2 separate regions of the Sus scrofa genome follow, and region 1 is linked to region 2. The links are chromatin contacts, called in public Hi-C maps. All regions are on one chromosome and are shown on one strand. The core of a region is the stretch at or near the end of the contact, and the rest is flanking DNA. Distances in the headings are between cores, read along the strand shown.

Region 1 (6,911 bases), core at 183-2,682, 150 kb before region 2:
AGAATAAAAAAAGCATCATAGTTATTTAAATGTGATGGATTTTTAAAAAATCACAAGTTGAGAGAAAGAGACTACAAAGAGTGTAGGGTTTTTTAAATGATTTTTGTTTTTTTTCCCATTATAATTGGTTTACAGTGTTCTGTCAATTTTCTACTGTAAAGAGTGTAGGTTTTGGTCAGTTTAATAGTTGGGATGAAGATGATCTTAAATAGCTTTTGCCTGCTACTCTAAATGCCCAGGAATAAAGCACTGACTTTTGTGGGGTTTGGGGGAGCTTTTTTTTGGCTGTCCCTGTGGCATGTGAAAATTCCCAGGCTAGGGATTAAACCTGTGCTGCAGGGTCACTGCAGCGACAATGCCAGATCCTTAATCCATGAGTAGTGACTTTAGGGCAGAGTTCTAGCAAATCAGCAACCGTGGTGTGTTAGATTCCAAGATGTTTGCTCCTTTGTGTAATACCTGAAAAATATTCAGTGATGGCTGTACCTACGATATTGTTAAGATCAAGCAAAGGATATAGAAAAGACCAATAGATATCCATCAAGAATAATTTAAATGAACAATTTAAATGCATTTCACTGTAAACTATGGTAGTGGTCAGGGAGCTGTATGCTATTTCGTATTATGTGTTCTTTTTACAACTTCATCTTTGGAAATTACCTACGTGCTCCTGAGGTTCATCTGCTTCAAATTTTACATTAAACTGCTCAAACACCACTGCATTGGGTTTTCCTTTGGCTGAAGGAAAAAGGTATTCTTTGAGTTCATATATTAACAAGAAATATCCATCTAATTTATAAACATTCTTATTTCTGGATTCCAGTCTCAGAGTTTGGAGTGGAGTCCAGAAACCTACCTTTCAGACCATTCTTTGAGGACTGCTCGACTCAGAGTTATTTGTATATTTTGCAGCTTTCAAAATACTAATTTTAGATATCTAAAGAGGGGAGGGCAAACTCTGGTGGCTGTCAGAAGGCACAAGAATGAGCAGCCCACTGGATCATGACCACGTCCCTCGTGCCATGTTGCAAAACTTTTCCTTAGTTTGCAGATCTTCCGTCCCTAGGGAGGAAATCAATTCATTTTCATTCAGTAGTTAACCGTTTTTCAACCATTTCCCTCCACGTCCCTCAGGATGACCCCTAAAAGTCGGAACCCATCTCCGAGGCATAATGCAAAGTTCTGTTCGTCCTGCGTGCCCTCTGAGGGCCGCTGGGGCCGCGTTCGCTTCCCGCCACCCGGGCTCCTCCCCTGCTCGCTTCTGGGCCGGGTGCTCCCCGAGGCGCTCGGCGCGGCAGGTCTTGGCGCCAACCGGATGGTGGCGCTGTCTGCCTCGCGCGCGGCCGCTTCGGGCCCGAGGGAGGCGGAGGCTCGGGCCGGCGGAGGAAGGGGAGGGAGCGAGGCGCGCGCCCTGCTCTCGCGTGCTCTCGCACAGCTCGCGTGACCGGCCACTGTGCGCGAGGCGCCGGCTGCCAGGAGCACCGACGGCCGGGCGCGCGCCGCTGCAAGGGGCGTCCGGGTCCGGGTCGGCGGACCCGGCCGGCGCGAGGGGCGCGCGGGTGGGCCGTGGGGGTCCGGGGCGGACACCCGCGCACACGCTCCCAGAAGAGCCTTCTCCGAGGCTGCTCTTCCTCGGCCAGACGGAGAGCGGCAGTGTCTCCCCGCCCAGCGCACACTCGCCCCGCGTCTCCCCCCGCGGCGACTGCTCCTCCTCGGCACCGCCAGCCCCAGCGCCGCTCCGGGGCGGGCGGCGGCGGCGGCGGCGGGACCCGCGGAGCCGCTTTGTGTGCAGCCCGAAGAGGGGCGGCGGCGCAACCACCTGACAGAGGCCCGGGCGCTCGATGCACCTTCCGCCCGCATGAGGAGGAGGTAAAGGCGGCGGCGGCTGGGCTCCCGCCCTCGGCTGGTGGAGGGAGGGGACGGAAGGGGAGACCGGAGCGGGGGGGTGGGGGGGAGCCGCGGGACCAAGGCCCGGCGGGGCTGCCCGGAGCTGCCGGTAAGGCCTTGGCGGCTTCGGACGGTGCCGAGTGGCCGGGGGCGAGAGAAGACGCCAGGGTCCCTCAGCCGAAGTTGAAGGAACAAAATGTGAAGTGCGGAGCCGCGTCAGCCGCTTCCTGCCTTGGGGTTCGGGGTGGAGGGCGGCTTGTTTTCCCCTCCGGCAGTGGGGGTGGGGGGAGCGGGACCCGGGAGGGGTGGGAGCGTGGCGGGGACGCCGGGGGTCCCGGAGCTCGGCCCGGCGAGGGCGTTCGTTCCCAGGAGCCGCCGTTGCGTGCGGGTCCGGTTGGGTCCCTAGTTTTGCGGCCTAAGCCGAGCCCTATAGGCCTCGCGTCTCCTTCCCCGGAGGGGACCGGCCGGGCGGGGACTCGAGGCTCGTCTCTGACCGAGCGGGGGCCTTGGAGGCCTCGGCACGCTCTCAAGGCCGCCAAACTTCGGACCTCGATGCACGGGGGTGGATTTCATTGTGAACGGCGGAATGGGAAACTCCTGGCGGTGCTCGGCGCTTCCCGCGGCCGCGGCCGCCGGTGCCAGGGATCCCCGGGAGCCCGGGGTTGGCGGGGCCCGGGTGGGTGGGGGCGGCGCGGCGGCCGCCAAGGTTCAGGCCCCGGGAAGGAGCGGGTGGCGGGGCCGCCGCCGAGTCCCCGGCCTCCCGGGAGAAAAGGCCCTTTGCAGATTAGAGATTTTTGAAATGAAAAAAGAGGTTACAAAGTCGCCCCTTTCCCGCTGAACTTTTGTTTTCTGACCGATAGAGGCCGGTAGAGGACTGTGAAAGAAAAGTTGTCCCCCAGGATGGACTTCACCGCGCAGCCCAAGCCTGCCACAGCCCTCTGTGGCGTCGTGAGTGCCGATGGGAAGATCGCTTACCCTCCGGGGGTAAAGGAGATCACCGACAAGATTACCACCGACGAAATGATCAAACGACTGAAGGTAAGCTTTGGGATGGAATGGTCACACTTGAGCCGCCTGTGGTGTTACTGCTCTGCAAGGCCTGGCCTTTCAGAGTTTCACCTACCATGCTTTTTACGTATTTTATGTCTTCTCTTTTACGCCCTGCGAAAAGTATTGTTCTATCTTGGCTGTATCTTTGAATAATTTCTGTTAGGGGCATAAGCATGATGGGAAATTAACGGGTGTGTGTGTGTGACCTTTTTTAATCTTACCGTTTTTCAAGTATAAGAGTTCTTACAGTTTTTAAAGTTTTTCCTGGAAATATTTATGACTACTATTCAAAGTAGCTTGCAACTTAAAAGTAGGCAGTGATTTACCTAGGAAGGTTTTCATTAACTTCTGAGGGTACCGATTTAAGCACAAAAGGCACTTTAAAATTTTTCTAATATCCAGAAGCTTAAATATGTATATAGTATGCTTAAACTTTGACAGAAGTACTGACTTTTCAAAATTCAGTCTGGAAGTAAGGTGATGATTAATGCCCACACATTCAAAGGGTTTTTAAGAGAAAGCGTTAGCATCTCTTTTTATAAGGAGTCAGTTTATTTAATTTAAGCAATGGTGGTCCTAAGGTCAACGTTGTAAGTTTTAGCCTTATGTAAGTTAATTTTTTTGCTTTCTGTTGCATGAGCATAGATTGTGGCCACAGCCTTACAAACTGTTATTCTTATTGAAGGATCAACCTGATGCAGGCATCTTTGACCCCCAGGGGACATTTGGAAATGCTGAAGACATTTTAGTTTTCACCATTGGAGCTAGATTGGAACAGGGCAAGGCTGGAGATAAGGAGTCTAGTTAAAGAACTCTTAACAGTAGTCTAGGTGAATAGATGTTGAAATCTTGAAGTTGGGCTATTCTTGAAGTGGGAATAGAGATAGTGGATGATCCAAGAGACATTTCAGAGTTAAAAATCAGTCAGACTTGGTGGGAGGTGAGGGAATAAACAATGTTGACAATGTTTCTACCTTGGGCAATTGGTGAAAGGTTTTTCAGGGAATAATCTTGCCACTTTGCTCTTAGAATTTAGTATAGTGCCTAGTAAATGTTTACAATGTTGTGAGTAATTAGAGTATTCCTACAGTTAACTTTTTAAAAACAAATTGGGATTCTGTAATTTGTTGCCCCTTTGGAAAGAATAGGGCACTAGGGCTTTCTATTAAATCTTGTACATAAAGTGAGGTACCTATTGATGGCTTCTTAAGGTTATATTGAGTGTTTTGAGATGTCGAAATATGAATTGTAAAATATAAAGCTAAGTAAAAAATTTATAGGTCTTTTCATTTTTATTGTTTTCATGTTAAGAATATTAAAATCTTGAATTCTAGTGATGGATAATCTGATTTTAAAAAGTTATAACTACGTGTACGTCTTCCATTTGAAAATAGATTAAATATCAGAAATATTGTTAACAATAAATGGACACACAAGTATAGAACGAGCATATGTTTAGAATATCCATTTGTTATGACTTTTTTTGGAAGTTGAATTTGGCATACGTATTAACTAATTTGAATGTTCTATTGCTAAAATTTTGCTTTTCTCAGGAACTCTTATTACTTTGTCTTCCTCCTGCCTTTTTAAATCGATTTTGACTTTGTACTTTTTAGGGATCCATGTTTAGTTAAAGTATCACTATCTCATTGGAAGTATAGATTTTAAACAATATTTAAACTGTGTTTCTGATAATTTTTGTGTTTATTAGACCCTTCTTTTTGGGTAGATTTTAAAAATTCAGTAGTTTATTACTGTTACAGCAACAATGTTCAAATGCTGTAGAAATACGAAGAGGGCTTAAAGGCAAGTAAAATCTTGGTCAGTGGAATTGAGAGATGTTTGGTTCATTCTTTTCGGTTTTCAAGAATGGAACAAGTACTTTTACAGTAGAAGCATAATTTTAGAGTTAGAAGGATCCTAAAAGAAATTCTGGAAACTCAGATTTGCCGTCGTGGCTCAGGAATCCGACTAGGAACCATGAGGTTGCAGGTTCAATCCCTGGCCTTGCTCAGTGGGTTAAGGATCCGGCATTGCCGTAAGCTGTGGTGTAGGTCTCAGACATGGCTCAGATCTGGCATTGCTGTGGCTGTGGTGTAGGCCGGCAGCTGTAGTTCCGATTCGACCCCTAGCCTGGGAACCTCCATATGCCATGAGTGCAGCCCTGAAAAGAAAAAAAAAAAAAAATTCTCGGAACTCCTTTTATTTCACAGATAACAAACGTTAGACCCAAAGTAGCTGAGTAACATTTACCAAGATCAGTGATAGGACAGGTTAGTGGCAGAGCCAGGTCAATAGCATCAGGTATGTTTTTATTCTTGTAGCTGCCTTCTGAGGGATCTAAAGTAAGTGGAATGTAGAAGTGATTTTTATTATGTAGTTGAAAATAGAGTGTAAAGGGAATGGAATCAATGAGAGTTAACTTGGTCTTTTGCAGGGAGATATGGGACAGTATTTTTTTTTAACGTTAGAAACTGTTGTGATGCTTTCAAGCTTCCTTGAAAATCTTATACATATGTATGTCTTTGTAAGAGCTAAGATCTGCTTTTGTAGTTTAGAAGGGTTTTTTTTTTGTCTTTTTGCTATTTCTTGGGCCCCTCCCGCGGCATATGGAGGTTCCCAGGCTAGGGGTCGAATCGGAGCCGTAGCCACCAGCCTACACCAGAGCCACAGCAATGCGGGATCCCAGCCGAGTCTGCAACCTACATCACAGCTCACGGCAACGCTGGACCGTTAATCCACTGAGCAAGGGCAGGGACCGAACCCGCAACGTCATGGTTCCTAGTCGGATTCATTAACCACTGCGCCACGACGGGAACTCCTAATTTAGAAGTTTTAATTTTGGTTTCCAAGGAATTACTTTAAATATTTTTATGTCCAATCGCACTGGCCTTCTGTCAGTTCCTTGAACATGCCATGTTCATTTCTGCCTAGACAGAAGTTCACTTGTCATTCATTTGTGTTCTTAAGGGAGGTCTCTTAGATTCCCTGTTATATACTCTTTAAATTCTTTTGTGTCACTTATTAGAGTTGTAATATTACATTTATACATTTGTTTATTTGGTTTGTCTCCCCAACTTCTCTGTAAGCTTCATGAATACAAGCACCACATTTGTTTACTTTTGTATCCTACCAGTGCTAAGTTTAACACCTGGCACATAGGTGCTCAACATATATTTGTTGAATAAATAAATGAATGAATACTTTGTATTAATATTGGATTAGAGAAATATTTTTATTTTTGAGGATAAAGATTATTTTGAAAATATTTTGAATTGCAACTAAGTAGTTTATTTGAGATAGCATACTAGAGGTGATAGCGTAGATATTTAGAATTTTAGAACTAAAAGATAGCTTAGAGGTTGTTTGGTTTTGTTCTAATTTTCCAGATAAAGACAGAGTCTGAGAGTTTGTGACCAATCCTAGTCATGTAAAGTTGAAAACCATAATTAACAGTTTTGTTATTTAGATAAATTACAAATATATATTAATTGACAAATATTAAAAGTCATATGAAAGTTAGTGTTTGGAAGGATAGTAGACAATTAAGCATCAAGATCTATAGCTTACAAATCTCCTTCCTATTTAGTTAAGGATTCTGAAACTGATGCAGGGGTCATGTCTGATAAGTTTTATAGCATATTCAAGATAAGCAATGTTGAGCAAAGTTCCATTAAGTGCTTTTGGCCACAGCTTGTTGTATACAGTCTCTCTCACATTATGTGTTACAAAGCTATGTGTAGGGAGTTCCAGTGGTAGCTCCTGAACCCAACTAGCATCCATGAGAACACAGGTTTGATCCCTGGCCTTGCTCAGTGGTTTAGGGATCTGGCCTTGCTGTAAGCCATGGTGTAGGTCGCACATGTGGCTGGGATCCTATGTTATAGCTGTGGCATAGGATGGTAGCAACAATGCCAGTTTGTCCCCTAGCCTGGGAACTTCCATATGCTGCTGGTGCAGCCCTAAAAAGACAA
Region 2 (6,322 bases), core at 1,092-3,591:
GCTTATGGCAATGCCGGATCCTTAACCCGCTGAGCAAGGCCAGGATCAAACCCGCGTCCTTATGGATACTACCTAGGTTCTTAACCTGCTGAGCCACAACAGGAACTCTCAAGGTACCATTTCTAAGCAACCTGAGCCAGGCTGGTGATAAGAACCTCAGTTTTGGGGTGTTTTTCAAACGATGTTTTGGGAGTTTTTTTAGGGCCGCACCTGTGGCATATGGAAGTTCCCAGGCTAGGGGGCAAATTGGAGCTGCAGCTGCCAGCCAATACACCAGAGCCACAGCAATGCAGGATCCAAGCCACATATGCGACCTACATCACAACTCATGGCAATGTCGGATCCTTAACCCATTGAGCAAGACAGGGATCAAATGGATGCTAGCCAGGTTCTTGACCCACTGAGCCACAACGGGAACTCCTCAAATGATGTTTTTTAATCGGTGCTGATTCCAACTTAAGGCACTTTCCCTCCCTTCATTCTCTAGTTACAGCTTTCTCTAGCAAAGACCATGCATTCCCTTGAGAAACAGCAGCAGGAGTTCCCTGATGGCCTAGTGGTTAAGGATTTGGCATTGTCACCGCTGTGGTTCAGGTTCAATCCATCCCTCAGGCTCGCCAAATAAATAGATTAAAGAGATGTATGGGCTTTGGGGAAAAAAAAGAAAACAGCACTGTATCAGTTCTTCAAGAGAAGCTTCAAAAGCAACGAACTGGAGGTTAGTTATACATAAGGAGCACCGTCCAAGGTTCAGATCTGTGGAAGCCAGTAAGAAAATGTAAGGGCTGGGGCTTTAACCATTCTGTACAGACTGGGCTCAGTGGCAGGAGCTGACATTAAAAACGCAAAGATGGAGTTCCGCCTGTGGTGCAGCAGGTTAAAGATCTGGCATTGCCAAAACTGGCATAGGCTGCAGATGCAGCTCAGATTTGATCCCCTGGCCCAAGAACTTCCAAATGTGGCCAAAAATAAGGGGAAAAAAAAAAAATCAGGTAGCTATCACTACACATCTATTAGAATGGCTATAATTAAAAATGGTAATAATACCCGATGACAGGATGAGGAGAAACTAGATCATTCATACCTTCTAGTAGCTACTGATTATACTACAAAATAGATGAAGCTAAGACACATTCTAAGTGAAAATGGGCAGACACAAAGAACTACATACTCTATCCTGTTTACATGAACTATGTAGAGAAGCCGAATCTAGAGAGACAGAGTAGTGATTGCCTGGGACTGGGGGTAAGAGCAACAATTAATGGGCTCATGGGATCTTACTGGAGTGATGGAAATATTTTAAAACTGGATCACGGTGATGACTGTACAGCTCAGTAAATTTCCCAAATATCACTGAATTGTACGTTTTAATGTATTTTATATGTAAGTTGTACCTTGATAGAGTTTAAGATAAATGAGACATCTTCCCCAAAAATGTTTAACTGTGCAAAACAAAGCAGCAACTACTCTAGCAGCTACTAAAGTACCAGACTGTTAAATCCACATCATGTCAAAAGCACCATTATTAACAATAATTGAGTTTATAGGCACGCTACCTTCCCATCAGTGAGCTCCACTCCTCAGGGGGTTACTTGCTGGGGTTAGTCTCCTTTTCAGCTAGGAGGGTCATGGAACAGTCTTCTCCATGGGACTGGCCTTGTTAACCAAAGACACAAAAGACTATGTAAACCAGGAGTTCCCATTGTGGCTCAGCAGGTTAAGAACCCAACTGATGTCCATAAGGATGCAGGTTGGTCCCTGGCCTCACTCAGTGGGTTACGGATAAGTGTTGCCATGAGCTGCAGTGTAGGTCAAAGATGTGGCTAGGATCCAGTGTTGCTGTGGCTGTGGTGTAGGCTGGCAGCCACAGCTCTGATTTGCCCCCTAGCCTGGGAACTTCCATATGCCACGGGTACGGCCCTAAAAAGACAAAAAAAAAAAAACAAAAACACTAAACCAGAGGCCAGCATGTTCAGAATGATCAGTTCCTTCTCTCTGCTTGGGAAGTCTCTGTGGCAAGCTGAGCTGAATGAGGTCTGGGAAGCATAGGCTCTACAGGAAATGCTTGGCTGGGTCTCTTCATGATCAGCCTCAAATAGCTGCAACTGCCTGCAGAATCCATTTTCATTCTGATATACCTGGCACTGCGAGATCTTAGAAATCTTATAGGCCCTTTCACAACTCAGTTTTCCCACCTGTAAAATAATAACGACTTCATAGTCATGAGGGTAGAATATAGAAAGCATCTCACAAAGTGCCTGGCCGTAGCGAGTGCTCACCTGCTCACAGATATTGTCACCATTCCAGCAGACTGGCAGCCCCAGTGACCACCAGCAAATCCGGAGGAAGCAATCAAAACACACCCAATACTTCTGCTCTTGCTTGTTCTGTTCTCCAGGCTCTGGGCCAACTACCCCACTTCCGTTAATTAGTCTTTCTTGCGCAGGTACAAAGTTTCCACTTCCTCACATTCCCATATAGTTCAGCCTCAAAGAGGCTACATCTAAATAGAAAATTTTATCATTTTCCAGGTATCCTGAATGCCCTTTTTGTGTTAGGGGAACCCCTCTACAAATGCCACCCAATGAGGCAGAGCCCACTGCCTTCCTTAGAAGCTGAAACACCAATTCTTGCTTTCTCAGGCTCCCTGGCACCTAGGGCTCAGATATAGGACCTAGGCATTGACAACCAAACATCTATACCTGCTTTGAGATCTGCATTAGGACACCACAGAACAGGGACCACTCCATGGAAATGGGGGGCAGCAATGGCCAATGGCCAGCATTGGTGCTATCAGGCTGGTTGGGGTGTCCCAGGCACTGGCAGTAGAGGCCACATCTTCACAGGACCAGTTCTATGATATTATTTTTGGCATTGCTTCTGGCTCTATAACCTCTGAGCCTAAATAATTTTGTGGCCCTTCCAGGGACTCTGAGCTATTCAACATGCACTAATAAATTTCTTTTCTTCTTGAATTAGCTAGAATTGATTTCTGTCTAATAAATTGGTACGGGAAGTAGTTGCCAGCAGCAAACCCTCCGGGAAATGGAGTAAACTAGATTAGATCCTGGGTCTGGTTAGGGCAGAAAGCAGTGAAAAAACCAGCGGGTACTAAGGGATGGGACTTTATCAGACCATGAATACCACAGTGAAACAGTTCATCAGATTATCATCTGCTATGGACAGAACTGTTTCCCCAAAATTCTTGCATTTAAGTCCCAACCCACTGTTTGGCTGTATCTGGAAACAATAGGAGACAATTACTTGAGGTCATAAGGTGAGGCCTTGATCTGACAGCATTAGTTCCTGGGAGTTCCATCATGGCTCAACGGAAATGAAAATAATGAGTATCCATGAGGACTCAGGTTCGATCCCTGGCCTTGCTGAGTGGGTTAAGGATCCAGCATTGCCGTGAGCTGTAGACAAGGCTCGGATTTAGTGTTGCTGTGTTACAGCTCCGATTCGACTCCTAGCTGGGAACCTCCATATGCCACAGGAGCGGCCCTAAAAAGACAAAAAAAAAAAGAAAAAAGAATTAATGTCCTTATAAGACAAAACACCAGAGAACCTGTAAACTCTCTCTCCACTTGCACTGACTGAGGAAAGGCCACGTAAGGACAGCAAGAAGGTGGCCACCTATAAGCCAGAAAGAAAGGCCTCACCAGAAAACAGGTCAGCTGACAGAAAAACACGTAAGCGTGAGGCTTCCTCAGTGATCCTGAGAACCGGGATGGTTTTCTTCCTCCTTCTCACAGGACAGGGATTTCTTCTTTTTCTTTCCCCACCTCTTTGATCTTCACCTGTACTCCGGGGTGAAAGGTTGCTCTCCTTCCCAAGAAGCTACTGCTTTGGTTATGCAGGGGAGGTGGAGCAGGCAGGGCTTGGATCTTTTCTACAGCGGCAGCCTCTAGCTCCCCGCTCCCCGCAGCCGGCACTGCCAAGAAAGCCTCATCTCTGGTCTCCACCTGCACCCAGGCTGCCTCAGGAGCGCCCCCTGGAGGACCACGTAGAAGTGCCCTGGGCCTCAGGCAGCTTTCTTTAGATTTCAGGCCATTTGGTTACTTCAGTTTTCTGATAGGCTCAAGAGAAATTATGATTTTCTGGATTCTCTGCCTCTTCTTGCTAAGCTAGGAACCACCCTCTTCAAAGCTTTCTGCACATTCTGTGCAGAAGGCAGAAGCTCGAAGCTTTTAGATTTAAAATAATCAGACAAACTCAACTTCAGTTAGGGCAGTTAAGTCACTCTATATGACAACTCGGGGATTTTGTGTTTGAATTTTTTTTCTATTGAAGTCACTAGAATCAATCCTGAAAAACAAAGACACTGACAGAATTGCAATTTCTTGAATATTCTGAGATATAGGACTTTATGAACTTCTGATATACTTATCCTTAAGACTTTCTGTCCAATTTGTTACCTGTTGCTTCATGCAGTCCTTTTCAGAATTAAAAAGTGTTCTTCACTCAGCTGTGAGTAAAGCTAGATGACAAATTTCGGTGTAGTCTTTCTTGAATACTAATATAGAAAGATTAATTTTGATAATAAATTTGGAGAAGATTCAAAAATAAAAGTTGCAGAGTTCCTGTTGTGGCGCAGCAGTAACCAGCCTGACTAGTGGCTATGACCCCTAGACTGGGAACGTCCTCATGCTGTGGGTGCGGCCCTAAAAAAAAAAAAAAAAAAAAAAGACCAAATAAATGGAATGTGAATTTGGAATAGATATCAGGAATTCACGATGGTAGTATCTGTCAGCTACTGCTTCATGACCAGCTACAGATAAAAGGATTGCAGCAAGGAGCCCGTTTCTTGATATATGCTTTAATAACATCTGTATGTTTAATCTACTTTCCACTTTTTTCTTCTGTACTATTTTATATACAATATGTTTTGCAGTGAACTTTTTTTTTTTTTTTTTTGCTTTTGCTTTTTAGGGCCAAGGCATATGGAAGTTCCCAGGCTAGGGGTCAAATCAGAGCTACAGCTGCTGGCCTATGCCACACACACAGCAAAGCAGGATCCGAGCCGCATCTGCAACCTACACCACAGTTCACAACAATGCCAGATCCTCAGCCCACTGAGCAAGTCCAGGGATCAAACCCACATCCTCATAGATAATAGTCACTGCATCACAATGGAAACTCCTCAAGAGAATTTTTTAAATGATTTAATCTGAAAAAATGAAAATACAATATAGTAAAATGTGTGAGATATAACTAAAGCAGTACTTTATATTTTTTCTTAGATACGCACTAAGTGCTTACACTAGGAATAAAAAAAAAGGGAGTTCCCACTATGGTGCAGTGGGTTAAGGATCTGCCATTGCCACAGCTGTGGCACAGGTCACGGCTGTAGCCTGGATTCGATCCCTGGCTTGGAAACTTCCATGCTGCAGTGCAGTCAAAAAAATAAAAAATAAAAATACCTAAAATCAGGAATTGAAGCTTCCACCTTATGAAAAATGAGCAAACTAAATATAAGGCAAAAAGAAGTAAACATTAAAGATTAGAGCAAAACTAGGCAAGTTCCCACCTTGGCACAGCAGAAACGAATCCCACTAGGAACTATGAGGTTGCGGGTTCGATCCCTGGCCTCCCTCAGTGGGCTAAGGATCCGGCGTTGCCATGAGCTGTGATGTAGGTCACAGATGCAGCTCAGATCTGGTGTGGCTGTGGCTGTGGTGTAGGCCGGTGGCTACAGCTCCAATTAGACCCCTAGTCTGGGATACTCCGTATACCGTGGGTGCGGCCCTAAAAAAACAAAAGACAAAAACAAAAAAACAAACAAAAAAAACTAGAGGAAAATTAATGAACATGAAAAAAGAAAAATAGAAAAATTTAAGGAAGAAATAATACTAATGTTACATACTGTTTTCAAGAAAATGGTAGAACTCTCTCAAGTCATTTTATGAGGCCACCATTAGCAAAACCAAAGGCATTACAAGAAAACTACAGGCCAATAGCCATTATGAACATAGATGCAAAAATCCTTGACAAAATATTAGCAAAGTGAATCCAGTATTATATAAAAAGAACAATATATCATGACCAAGTGGGGTTCATTCCAAGAATGCAATGCAACACACCAAGTAGGAAAAGCCAAATGATTATCTCAATAAACGTAGAAAATGCCTTGTAACAAAATTCAACATCAGTTAACTGATAGTAGAAGGAAATTCCCCTAACCTAATAAAGAACATCTATTTTAAAAACCTATAGCTAACTAATTAATGGTTAAAGGCTAAAGGCTTTGCCCTAAGATTGGGAAAAATTCTCTCTCAGCACTCATGTTCAGCATCGCATTGGAGGTGTTAGCCAGAACAAT

What was found. Hi-C and Micro-C count contacts between places; a contact is called where the count stands out from the background.
Region 1: a Hi-C map of skeletal muscle shows a contact between it and region 2, with 6 times the contacts expected there. The contact joins the promoter of PDS5A here to the enhancer-like site in region 2. A contact is called at or near these places in 3 of 5 promoter capture datasets (fetal liver and liver), 13 of 47 Hi-C or Micro-C datasets (alveolar macrophages, blood, embryonic fibroblasts and 6 more) and 1 of 2 datasets of contacts at active chromatin or transcription factors (skeletal muscle).

Annotation. Positions count from the first base shown.
Region 1 is chr8:31,128,852-31,135,762 of Sscrofa11.1, reverse strand. It overlaps PDS5A (a long non-coding RNA gene), which reads left to right and starts at 1,432. Exons shown (of 33, transcript XR_002346613.1): 1 at 1,432-1,869; 2 at 2,748-2,925.
Region 2 is chr8:30,981,055-30,987,376 of Sscrofa11.1, reverse strand. No RefSeq gene overlaps it. Among named protein-coding and RNA genes, the nearest start is that of UBE2K, 96 kb to the right of the region's middle. Within about 2 kb of position 2,341, at least 2 of the 83 cell types and tissues checked have an H3K27ac peak or open chromatin away from gene starts, as enhancers often do.